Linked DNA regions of Mus musculus: region 1 is linked to region 2. A link is a contact called in public HiChIP or PLAC-seq data. All regions are on one chromosome and are shown on one strand. The core of a region is the stretch at or near the end of the contact, and the rest is flanking DNA. Distances in the headings are between cores, read along the strand shown. Region 1 has its middle 33 kb from the start of Oprd1. Region 2 overlaps Epb41 (erythrocyte membrane protein band 4.1).

Evidence for each region. HiChIP or PLAC-seq counts read pairs in DNA pulled down with a chosen protein or histone mark.
Region 1: a contact with region 2 is called in an H3K4me3 HiChIP or PLAC-seq map of bone marrow-derived macrophages, with 3 times the contacts expected there. The contact joins two enhancer-like sites. A contact is called at or near these places in 3 of 484 Hi-C or Micro-C datasets (the HL-1 cell line, embryonic stem cells and nephron progenitors), 4 of 115 datasets of contacts at active chromatin or transcription factors (bone marrow-derived macrophages, embryonic stem cells and microglia) and 2 of 9 other capture datasets (adipose tissue and pancreatic islet).

What each region holds. Positions count from the first base shown.
Region 1 is chr4:132,174,047-132,180,272 of GRCm38.p6, reverse strand. No RefSeq gene overlaps it. Among named protein-coding and RNA genes, the nearest start is that of Oprd1, 33 kb to the right of the region's middle. Within about 2 kb of position 1,577, at least 28 of the 459 cell types and tissues checked have an H3K27ac peak or open chromatin away from gene starts, as enhancers often do. A contact at or near this core is called in bone marrow-derived macrophages, where this site is marked.
Region 2 is chr4:132,037,750-132,043,780 of GRCm38.p6, reverse strand. The region is part of intron 1 of Epb41 (erythrocyte membrane protein band 4.1); the gene reads left to right. Among named protein-coding and RNA genes, the nearest start is that of Gm36157, 8.8 kb to the left of the region's middle. Within about 2 kb of position 3,365, at least 148 of the 459 cell types and tissues checked have an H3K27ac peak or open chromatin away from gene starts, as enhancers often do. A contact at or near this core is called in bone marrow-derived macrophages, where this site is marked.

The DNA of each region.
Region 1 (6,226 bases), core at 328-2,827, 140 kb before region 2:
TTCTTGACATGGAGGGGCACTGTAGCTCTAGTACTTGGGAGATGTAGGGGGATCATGAATTTGACTGAAGCCAGCCTGGGCTACATAATGAAGGCTGCTAGGAGAAGACTGGCTTCCAGGCAGCTATGACAAGCCCATGCCCACAGTGTCACATCTACTTCAACACGGTCACATCTCCTAATAGTGCTACTCCCTGGGCCAAGTATATACAAACCATCACAGGTCAATACATTTAGACAGACCAAATCTGTCTCCTGAACGCTGCAGTGTTCCACTGTCCCCATGGCTATGTCATTAGCCATTTTATTCATGTCTGTGTCCCAACCCCAAATTTTTCCCTGATCTGTTCCACCTCATTAATAACCAATTTGTCCATCTATGTCTACGCTGCTGGTTTTATGCCAGCTGGACACAAGCTAGAGTCATCTGATGGAAAAAAAAATGTTCCCCTAAAGTCAGGCTGGAGGCAAGCCTGTAAGGCATTTTTCTTAACTAGTGATGGGTTGGGGAGGGCCCAGCTCATTGTGGGTGATGCCATCCCTGGGCTGGGGGTCCTGGATTCTATTTTGTATCACTACCTGCCTCTGGGTTCCTGCCTTGACTTTCATCAACAATGATCTGTAAGCCTCTCTGTCTTAGGGTTTTATTGCTGTGAATAGACACCATGACCACTGCAAGCCTTCTACTGGAAAACATTCAATGGGGGCTGCCTTATGGCTGGAGGGGTTTCATGCATTATACTCATGGCAGGAAGGCAGACATGGTGCTGGAGAAGTAGCTGAGAGTTCTACATCTGGATCCGGCAGCAGGAAGAGAGAGATACTGCTCGGCTTGGCTTGAGCCTCTGAAACCTCAAAGCCTTTCTCCCATCCCTTCCTCCAATAAAGCCACACTTACTTCTACAAGGCCACACCTCCCATTAGTGCCACTCCCTTCATACTGTGCAAGTGTGGGGCTCTGAGTTCGAATTTCAGCGCCTGTGTAAAAGACCAGACGTGGTTGAATGTGCTTTTTCTGGAGAAGCAGAGACAGATGGCGCTCTCAATCTTGCTGACCAGCCTAGCTAAATTGGTAAGCCTCAGGCCCCAGTGACTGTCTTAAAAACCAAAGTGGGGCCGGCAGTTTGGCTAAAGGTCCCTGTAGCCTGACATTGCAAGCCTGATGACTAGAGTTTAATTCCCAGAACCACATAAGGGTGGAAGGAGAGAATTTATCTACAAAAGCTGTTCTCTGACTTCCATATGTGTGTTGTGGTACATGAGTGATCCCATCTCTGTCTCTGTATTACACATCACACACACACACACACACAGAGGAACAAAAAGATTTTGAGTGTGTTGTGGTACATGAGTGATCCCGATCTCTGTCTCTGTATTACACATCTCACACACACGCACACGCGCGCGCACACACACACACACACACACAGAGGAACAAAAAGATTTTGAGTTTCCTGAACGCGAGAAACTGGGAACTGTAATACTCCACTATGCCAGTAGGTGGCACTAAAGTAGCATTTCTGAGCCAGCCTCTCAGCCTAGCCTTTGCAGTCTGAGATTTAGTAGCTTGACCAGTGTAGACAGTGTCGCTTAAGCAAATTTTCATTTAGTGACGTCATTATTGTGTGTATTGTGCCCATGAGTGCAGGCATGCAATTTTCAGGGGTTTCTCTCTTCCAGCATGTGATCCAGGCATGTAATTCAGGTAGTCAAAGCTCCGAGGAAGTGTTTCTAACCACCGAATTGTACAAATCCTCAGCCGTCTGTTCGGAGACTGTTTGTGCGTTTGTTTTTTGAGATAGGGTTTCTCTTTGTAGCTCTGTCTGTTTAGGAACTCTCTCTATAGACCAGGCTGGCCTCGAACGCAGGGATCAGCTTGCCTCTGCCTCCTGACTGCTGCGATTAAGCGTGTGCCACCACTGCCCGGCTCTGGGACTTTTAAGAAGAGACGCAGATTGGCCAGGAAGACTGTAACCCCAAAGGGCGATCAACTCTATAAGAAAACACGTGTTGTTCTGCCATTGGGAGCTGGAGAAAGGCAGGTTCCACTTGCTTGAGGCAGTTGGGGAAGGTTCACAGAGGTGAATGGGCTAGGGATATAGCAGAGTGCTTAAGGGGCCTAGAATTTGGGAGACCTTAATTGGTTGGAGGATATTGTAGGTCAAGAGAACGTACTCTTAGCCTGAATTTGGTGGCAGAGAAAGAGAAATGGAGGAAAAAGTCCTTCTGGTGAATATATATATATATATTTTTTTTTAAATTAAAGATTTATTTATTATATGTAAGTACACTGTAGCTGGCTTTAGACACTCCAGAAGAGGGCGCCAGATCTCATTACAGATGGTTGTTAGCCACCATGTGGTTGCCGGGAATTGAACTCAGGACGTTTGGAAGAGCTGTCAGTGCTCTTAACCGCTGAGCCATCTCTCCAGCCCCGAGAATATATTTTGAGTCTTATGTGCACTTGTGTCTCTGTGTGTTTTTGTATGCGTGCATGCGCACACGTACCGTGTTTGAGTGATGTGCACACCCGTATGTGCTCATGGAACAGGGTAGGGCACTGGGTGTCCTGTTCCATCACACTCTGTCTTACTTCACCTTATTTCTTTGAGACAGGGTATCTCACTTGGAGCTAGTGAGCCCCAAGGGTCCAAACTGGCCCCCACATCAGGCAATCCTTCTGTACTAGTCCTGAGCACTACGCTACTACACAGTTTATTTTTATGGTGCTCTAGAACGGACAGAAGCAATCTATGGTGACAGAGGATAGAAGATTGGTCCCAGCTAGACAGTGAGTGGGGGTGGGGCAGAGGGACCTCTCTGGAGTCTTGATCTGAGACAGCACCTGAACATGGGCAATGGTACCCAACATATGCTTCAGGCCGTGAGTTCAATCCCCATCGTTTGGAAGGAAAAAAAAAAACATTTGTTCAGGGTATATGTGATTTACTGCTTAGAAATTATATGGGGTGTGTGTGTGTGTGTGTGTGTGTGCTAGAGAAGTTTCTAGAAAGGAATAGTTTCATCCAGGCGGTGGTGGCGCATGCCTTTAATCCCAGCACTTGGGAGGCAGAGGCAGAGGCAGGTGGATTTCTGAGTTCGAGGCCAGCTTGGTCTACAAAGTGAGTTCCAGGACAGCCAGGGCTATACAGAGAAACCCTGTCTCAAAAGAAAAAAAAGAAAAGAAAAGAAGAGAAGAGAAAAGAAAAGAAAGGAATGGTTTCTTCTAGCTCAATATCAAGAATGACAGGGCAGACTCGTAGCGGGAGAAGGAACTGCAGGGGAGAGATTGAGGCAAAGCAGCTAATGGCGCGCGTGCACATTTAAATGCCCTGCAATGGAGTCGGAAATCATCAGGAAATGTCTTTGGAGAGTATTTGCTGTCTGTTTACAATGAAAAAAAAAAAAAGCCAACAATGTTGGAATTACATAATGGCACAGGTCGTGGTGAGCGAGGTGATTAAAAGTGTACCATGAGTGCTCTATTTAGGGGCCTTACTGCTGGCTCTCTGGCCCTTCATCCCCTTCAGCTAATGGGATTGCGAGCTGTTTTTCTGGTTCTTTTCTGTGGGAGGCGACTGGATGATGGGAGGGGGCGCCAATGGGGAGATGTCAAGTGGAACGATGAATCACTCTTCTGTCGGGCTATGGGGTTCACAGAGCACCCTGTGCACAGGACCTCACAGGGGTAGCATGCAGGAGGGAGGCGAGGAAGCCGTCGGGGCCACCAACACCATGGCTGCAACATAAATGATCCACAAACTGAGCCTGGGGATGGAGATGGTTATTCAGGTCACAAAGCCAAAGAGAAAGCTGGAGTGATGTCCAAAAAACAGGCTTCTCTGAGCCCCTGTACCGTAGGACGTGGTTCTGCAGAGCTTACTTGATTGATTGATTTATCTATTTATCTATTTATTTATTTTGACCCCTCCCCCCAAGACAGGTTTCTCTGTGTAGCCCTGGCTGTCCTGGATTTGCTTTGTAGACCAGGCTGACCTTGAATTCATTGAGATCCACCTGCCTCTGCCTCCCTAGTTCCGGGATTAAAGGCATATGCCATCACACCTGGCTAAGATTTGTTTTTTATTATTATATTTTATATGTATTTGTACAGGAGCCTGCAGAGGCCAGAAGAGGGTCTCCCATCCCCAGAATTGGAGTTGCAGAAGGTTGTGGGCCACTATATAGGTGCTGGAAACTGCCCCTGGGTTCTCTGATAGAGCAGCCAGTGCTCTTATCTTTAAGCCAATTCTCCAGCCTTAATTTTGCTTTCTGAGATATTAGGGATGAAAGCAAATGCTCTATTATTGTGCCCTGCTCCTACCCCCAAATTACCTATTTTACAGTTACATTTGAGCATGATCGTAACTTTTGATTTTTTAAAGATTTATTTGTTTATTTGTATGCATGTTTTGTTTGCCTGTACAACTATGTCTATGAAGAGGACATCAGATTTCATGGGACTCCAGTTATAGACTATTGTGAGCTGCCATGTAGGTGCTGGGAATTGAATCCAGGACCTGTAGACAAATATCCATGAAGTCTGTCTGTCTGTCTATCTATCTATCTATCTATCTATCTATCTATCTATCTATCTATCTATCTATCTATCTTTCTTTCTATCTATCTATCTATCTATCTATCTATCTATCTATCTATCTATCTATCTATCTCTAGATATCTATCACCTCCTAGTGCCATGCCTTCCTTGAGGGGCTCAGGTGTGAGGCCACAACAGTGTCCTGAACACAGCCACTTTCTGTGCCCTACAAAAACCAGCATGCCTGATGGCCGCGCACCCACCCTCCAAGGCCACCAGTCACTTTTATATCTGTAGGTGAGCCAGATGGCCTCCTATACCACCCCTCTATACCTTTATAATTATCTATCTATCTATCTATCTATCTATCTATCTATCTATCTATCTATCATCTATCTACTTATCTACCTACCTACTATCTGCTTGCCTGTGAATATATGTGCATATGTGGCATATGTGTATGTATACCTACTTGAGTATATGTGTATGTATTTATCTGTATGTATATATGTATGTATGTATACATACCTAAGTGAGTATATGTACATATGTGTATATATGTATCTGGACTCCTCCTGGAGGGTATCAGGTGTCCTCATCTCCCAGTGTCTATTCCTGAGGGTTCCATGAACCTGGAACTCCAGTTTTCTCCCCTAGGCTTGAAGCTCAGCTGAGTAGCAGGAGACCCGGGTACCCCGCCTGCCTCATGGGGGCTGGGGTCCCCAGGGTTCATGATTCATGTGCATTGCTGTCCTGCCTGCATGTATGTCTGTGTGAGGGTGTAAGATCCCCTGGAACTGGAATTATAGGCAGTTGTGAGCTGCCATGTGGGTGCTGGGAATTGAATCCAGGTCCTTTAGAAGGACAGCCAGTGTTCTTAACCACTGAGCCATCTCTCCAGTCCCCTATATACGTGTTTTTAATCCCTGCACTAGAACCATCAATCGGTAAGAACACCTTCCTCCTTTTTTTTTTTTTTTTTTAAGACAAGGTTTCTCTGTGTAGCCCTGGATATCCTGAAACTCACTCTGTAGATCAGGCTGCCTCAAACTCAAAGATCTGCCTGCCTCTATAGTGCTGAGATTAAGGTATGCGCCACCAATGCCACCACCATCTGGCCACCATTACATGTTTTTAATCTCTGAGCCATTTCTCCAGACCTTTTTTTTTTTTTTTTTTTTTTTTTTTTTTTTAAGGATCTCATTTTGCAGCTTAGGTTGGCTGGGAACTCTATAGCACAGGCTAGCCTCAAGCTTGACTTCCTTTTGCCTCAGCCTCCTGAGTGATGGATCACAGTTGTGTACCACTGTCTCGGAGTCACTCTTGGGAACTTTGTAAATGTCAGCTGCTCCTGCGAGACTCAGGAAGAAGAACTTTCAGGGAAGGGCTTTGATGACTGGGTTATCCATGGGGAAAGCCGCTGTGGAGTGGACGCTGGCCATCCACAGAGGAGTGTCCTCTGGCTGCCATCCATTTGCAAGCGCTAGACACCATGTGGGTAGCAAAAAACAGAGTTCCAGGGGGATGAGACTAAGGTGTCAAAGACAAGCTCACCCTGTCACCTGTGGCCTAATACTGCCCTTCTCTTTCTTGGCTCCCTGCATCTGGCAGGACGCCCTTCCTCAGAGCTGAACTCTGCAGGGGGAGCCATCTCCCCAAGTCTGACACGGAAGCTCAGCTGTGAAAA
Region 2 (6,031 bases), core at 2,116-4,615:
TACGGGCAAAACATGCATTTTATGTTTCCATAGTCTCCAATAAATTTTGTAAGGTAGAGAAAAGTCAGTTGTTACCAAGTAGATAAAATGAAAGGAGACATACTTTGGGCAAGGAGATGATTCCAGAGATATTTTTTTCTTTGAAGGTTTATTGGTTTATTGTAGCATTGCATGCTCTTTGCCAGGTATAGCATATGATCCTGGTACTCACAGTAAGGCTGTCAGCTTCTAGAAAGCACAGGTTAGTAGTACTATTGCCCTGACTGCCCTTTAGATACGGTTTAGTGTATTAACTAGACCTATGACAGGATGCATAAGGTGATGTGAATGTTACGATAATTAAGATTTAAGTCTGTGCTATAATTTTGTTTCTAGATTCTTATATCCTTCCTTCCTTCCTTCCTTCCTTCCTTCCTTCCTTCCTTCCTTCCTTCCTCTATCCTGTATATCTTCTTAGAAAGTTGGAGAAGTTCTAGCACTTTATACTCCCAAAATGTGTATGTGTGGGTGCATGTATAGGGGTCCAAGACAACACTGTGGAGTCAGTTCTCTCCTTTTTCCACCTTTATGTAGTTTCCAGGAATTGAACTCATGTTGCCAGACTTGCATGCAACTTGCTGAGCCATCTCAGCAGTGGTAGTTAGACTTTTAAATGTAAATATCTCGGTCACATTTCCTTTAATCTGGAACAGGATTTACCTGTGTACTTTGATAAGTCTTGGTGCCAGCTGGTTGTAGAATGTTCTATTCTGAATGTACTTGATTGTTCCCTTGAGGCTTTGTTTAATTTGTTCTTCTCTTTGTTTTATTTCCTATAAACTGGAAATTTATCTCTGTAGGTTTGATTAGACATAGGTTAAATATTTTGGCAAGACTTTAGCGTGACATTGTGTTCCTCGTTTTGCATCACATTGGAAAGTTCATAATGTCAGGCTGTCCCACAATTAATGCTGCTAATTTTGGTCACCTAGTTAAAGTAGTAACCCACAGATTTCTGTGTAGTGGTTAATGTTTTTAGTATTTGTGGAGGAACGTTGGCATTGTGAATATCCTGTTTCCAATTACCTTTTCCCATTGGCTTTAGCCATCCATGGATCCTTGGGGGTTACATATGTTGTTAGCTCTTGAAAATGAATCTAAAGATTTAAATTAGGAAAGAAGAGAAAGATAATGAGCTCCCGTTGTTGGTCTAATGCTCAGGTTTTTCCCATTTGTGCTAAATCTGACTTCTTATATTCCCCCAACCCCGATTTGTTCCTAAAATTAGGCTTACAGGATTATATTTTATTTGGAGTGGAACATAACCACTGGGATTCCTAACATGTGGGCCTCCATGGTCTCAAGATGTGGCAAAAGACTGAGACTCCTGGAAGGATTTTGACTGGGCTCTTGGAAGGATTTTGAGGGCAGGAAGGGTATTACTCATTAATTTACTGCATATTGTCTAGGATGAGCAGGGTCCTGTGAGTATATGTGATTGTAAAAGAATGTAGAGGGCGTGAGCCTGCCCGAAAGGAGTCCAGAGATCTGGTATTAGTAGTAGGACTAGAAGTGTAAGAGTGACTTTGTTGTGTGTGGAAAAGCACATACTTATAGAAAAAGCAGAGTCAGCCTGTGGTAACTAGCCTAGGTCTTGGCTGTCCTACTCTCTCAGCCTATCACCAGCAGTGTTTACTGGAGCCTGCTCAGTGTGCCAGGTAAACAGTGTCAGTGCTCACTGCTAGCTTACCTGGTTCAGGCTTTGTGCTTTATACTTTGTAGATATAGTGTAGACGTTCGAGTACAGCTTTGGGGTGCAATGCTTTGTTTTAAATTCCACTTATGCCACTCTAAGTCGTGGCCATGGGCAGGTTAACTCACATCTGTGATAATTAATTCATTCTATAATGGTAGGGATGTTCTATACCTTTAATGTTATGGTGATTAGATGAGTTAAATATAGGAAGTCAAATGTGAATTTTTTTTTTTTCTCTTGAGGTGCTGGTGCATGCTAGGCTAGCTTCCTACTGTGAGCCACATCCTTAGGTGTCTGTGAAATACTTAGACACCAGATGCCTGGCTGTCATGATGATTTTCATAGTTAAGCCTCACCCCAGGTTACTGGAGTGTTATTAATCTCAATTCACAGTTTAGGTAACAAGTTAAAAGCTAAGTAGCTTGTCCAGAATCACACAATTGAAAATTGGCATTCAGAGTGATGAGACCTTACTGAGACCCTTTTGCTTGTCGGGGGTAAGAGCTTTGGATGTAAACCTTCTGTCAAAGCTGATGAGTTCTCTATAACTGTTGTCTTGTGAAAGTCCTTTTCTAAAGCTGTATTTGTGTGTGTGTAAAATGAGGATAATCATATTTTAGGAAATATATGCATAGTATGTGCCTATCATACAGATTTTATCAAAGGGAAAAGAGAAGAAGTGACATTTGTTTAATGTGGCTGGCTCTCCTTCCCCCTCCCTCTCTTCCTTCTTTCCTGGCAGTCTCATGTACCCCCAGGCTAGCCTTGAAACTTGCTATGTAGTTGAGGGTGACTTTGAACTTGTGACTCTGTTGCCTGCATCTCTGAAATGTTGGGATTGCAGATGTTTGCAGTCACTCTAGGTGCTCTTAAATACACACACACACACACACACACACATACATATATATATATATATATATATTGTTTTTTGTTTTTTTTTTTAGACAGTTTCTCTGTGTAACATAGCCTGGCTGTGCTGGACTAGGTTTTGTTTGTGTAGCCCTGGCTGTCTTAGAACTCACTCTGTAGACCAGGCTAGCCTCCAACTCACAGAGATCCACCTGCCTCTGTTTCCCCTGTGCTGGAATTAAAGGCATGCACCACCATCACCCAGCTCCTGCTAAGTATCTCTGATTAATTTTTACTATTGTAGTCGTGTGTATGTGTGTGTGTGTGTGTGTGTGTGTGTACACAGATGTGTATGATGTTTGCTTGTGTGGAGGCCAGAGGCAAACTGTGGCATAGTTCTCTTCTTTATATGGTTCTAGGGATTGAAGTCAGGTTGCTAGGCTTGTGTAGCTCACCTACCCTCCGAGCCTTTGTATTTTTATACCTTACTTGTACCCTTGTCTACTGAAATTGGATGTCTTTGGGTCTGTATAATGGTTGTATGCAAATATGTAATGCAGTTTTGTCCAGTGTCGATCTTTGGGTTTGATTCAGACTCACACTGTAAATTTTTTAAGTTTTTATTTGCATGTTAGCCTGTGTGTGAGTGTTCTGAAGACCCATTTCACAGCAAGTCTGGGTTTATAGCGTCATTTCCGGCTTGGTAGGACACAGTCTTGTGGTTGGTGTCCCCATTGTTGCTTTTATCTTTTGAAGCAGATGTGAAAGTAAACACACACTTGACAAACAGGAAGAGGTTTGCTCTGGGAGGGTGGCTTTTAAGGCAGCCTTTAGACAAACTGCCCGAAATCGGAAGAGTCTTGAATCTTTTTAGAAAGAAATAGTACCTCATTTTTGTGAAGTATATATTTAAAAAAATGCATTTAACCAAAATGATGACTGTACATATGTTTGTGCTTTTTATACATTTGGGGGAAGTATTATGTTCCTGTTTTCCTTTGAAAAAGAATACTGACGCATGCTTTTCTTCCTAGTGCCGAGTATCAAACTCAGGCCTCACTGAGCATGCTGCCTGCCCTCTGATCCTGATCCTGGCTTCTCTTTCTATTTGGAGGAACTTTCAACAGAGAGTTGTGGACATTTTTGGCTCTTTATGACATCTATCCTAGTAACATTGTACTTTGGGTTTTCGTTCTTAAGATAGGGAACAACACATGAATGCTCTGTAGACCAGGCTTGCCTCAAAATCATAGAGATCTTTCTGCCTCTCACTCCACAGTGCTGGGATCAGAGCTTTGTGCCAGCCACCACACCCAGCCTAAAGTTTTTCATGAGTGTGTGGGGTGTGTGTGTGTGTGTTTGTGTGTGTGTCCATGCACATGTGTATGGAGGCCCAAAGTTGACTTTGCACATCTTTGATCACACTCTACTTCCTTTGTTGAGTCAGAGTCTCTTGTTGAACCCAGAGCTAGCCAGTTCTAGTTAGTCAGCTAGCTAGTCATCGTAGAGATTCCTTGTGCCTGCCACCTGAGTGCTTAAATTACAGGTGGCTGTCACACCTGCCTTGCCGCCCTTTTATGTGGGTTCTAGGGATCTGAAGTCATGTCCTCATGCTTGCTTGGCAAGCACTTTGTCCACTTCCACAAAGAATTTGTATTGCTTTGTTGAAAATCTCCCTGCCTTCCTCCTTTCTTCTCCTTTATCTTCTTTCCCATACTTTCCAACTAGTAGTCCTTTGAGGATACACTTGTTGTCTTGTTTTTTGAAGCAGGGTCTCTCTATTCATCTCTGGCTGTCCTGGAACTCACTATTGATCAGAGGTCGACCTGCCTGTGCCTCCAGACTGCTGCAATGAAAGGAGCATGTACCACACCCATCAGGATTTTGAGGGCAATGTGATGTTGGAGCCAGACCTAGTTTTTTAGTAATATTATGTTTTGCTAGGAAAAAAAAACATTTTCTATCATACTAAATAAAATGAATTATCCAGACTTTTATGTGGGACAGAGTAATTGGAGATCATAGTAAGGGCTTTTGTTCCTAAAGATCCTCCTTCCTCTGGGGAGTTCCTTGCTGACCTCAGGGAGTATGGCTTTCTCTTTCTTTTTCTGTCCCAGAGGAGAGCCTTCTCTTAATACTCAGGCAGAACACAGCTGAGACCAGCCTGGAACATTCTGTTCCCATCTTACAGCCTTAGACTTTAGAGATTTAACAGAGAAGCGTGTGCAGTTACTAGTACGGCTCTGTGTAATGTGACTTAGAAGATAACAGCCACCCCTCTTCAGGATGTGGTCATGTTTGGGATATATCCTTTCCTTGGCCTGCTTTCTGATGGAGAAACCATCTTCTCTTCCCTCTTACAAGCACCCCTAGTCTGTCTCCCCTCTTCCCTCCCTTGATGCTCCTGTATTAGCCTTCCACATGCTTAGTTATAGGCCTGTGCTACTAAACCTAACCAGGAGCTTTTTTATAGTCTGTAAAATAGATCTTTTTAAGATATCCGATAAAATTCTCCTAGGTTCTGTGGCTTTTCACTTCTTTGATGGGAACACTTCCTCCCCAAGGCCAGGAATTGAATTCAGAGCCTCAAACATGCTAAACTATCACCTTACCACTGAGTTACATATCCTGCCACGTCTATCTGCACGTAAGGTCCTTTTTTACGGATAAGGTGGGATTTACTTATCTGCTGCGATTCCCTATCTCCTGTGCTTTGGTTGGTTTGTTTGCTAGTTCTCCTGTATTGTCAGGCTTTGTGAAGACCTTAAAGTTGTTTCTTTCCTTTGTACCACAGGTCCACATCAGTTACCTTTGTTATACAATCAATCAACCCCAACGCAGTCACTTAAAACTTTTTCATGATCCGTAGTCGATCACAAAACAGCTTTGTGAAACGGCTCATTTCTCCTGTGTGGCACAGGCAAGGGTATCCATTTCAGTGGCTGACCTGAAGCTGGAGTATCCACTATAGCCTTATCTTCATGTCGGGTGCCTTGCCTTGTGACTCCAACACTAGACAGGCAGCTTCATTACATAGCTGTGATTAATTATACCATTGGTCACTGGCAATTAACTCAGTCTTCAGGCTTTCTCCTCTCCCAGGAGATTGAGGAATGAGACTCGAAAGCAGCCCCCGTCCCAGGCTTTTCCAGGAGGCCCAGCCATCCATTATTTCTGAGCATAGAAAAGGCATTTACTACTGGTGATTTCAAGAGTTTTAGGAGCTGAAACCGAGGGTAGTTGTGTATTTCTTTTTATCACAACAACACACTAGGGAACACATAGCTTTATGGGTTTCATTCTCCCAACCTTTCTTATGTTCATTTCACTGTAAATTTCTTTAAATGTCATGGAAATATCAAGGTAGTTGACTAGCAGAAAAGCATCCCTCCCATACTTAAGTGAGTGTTTCAACTCTGGTCAGTGGAGGAAACAAATTAAGAC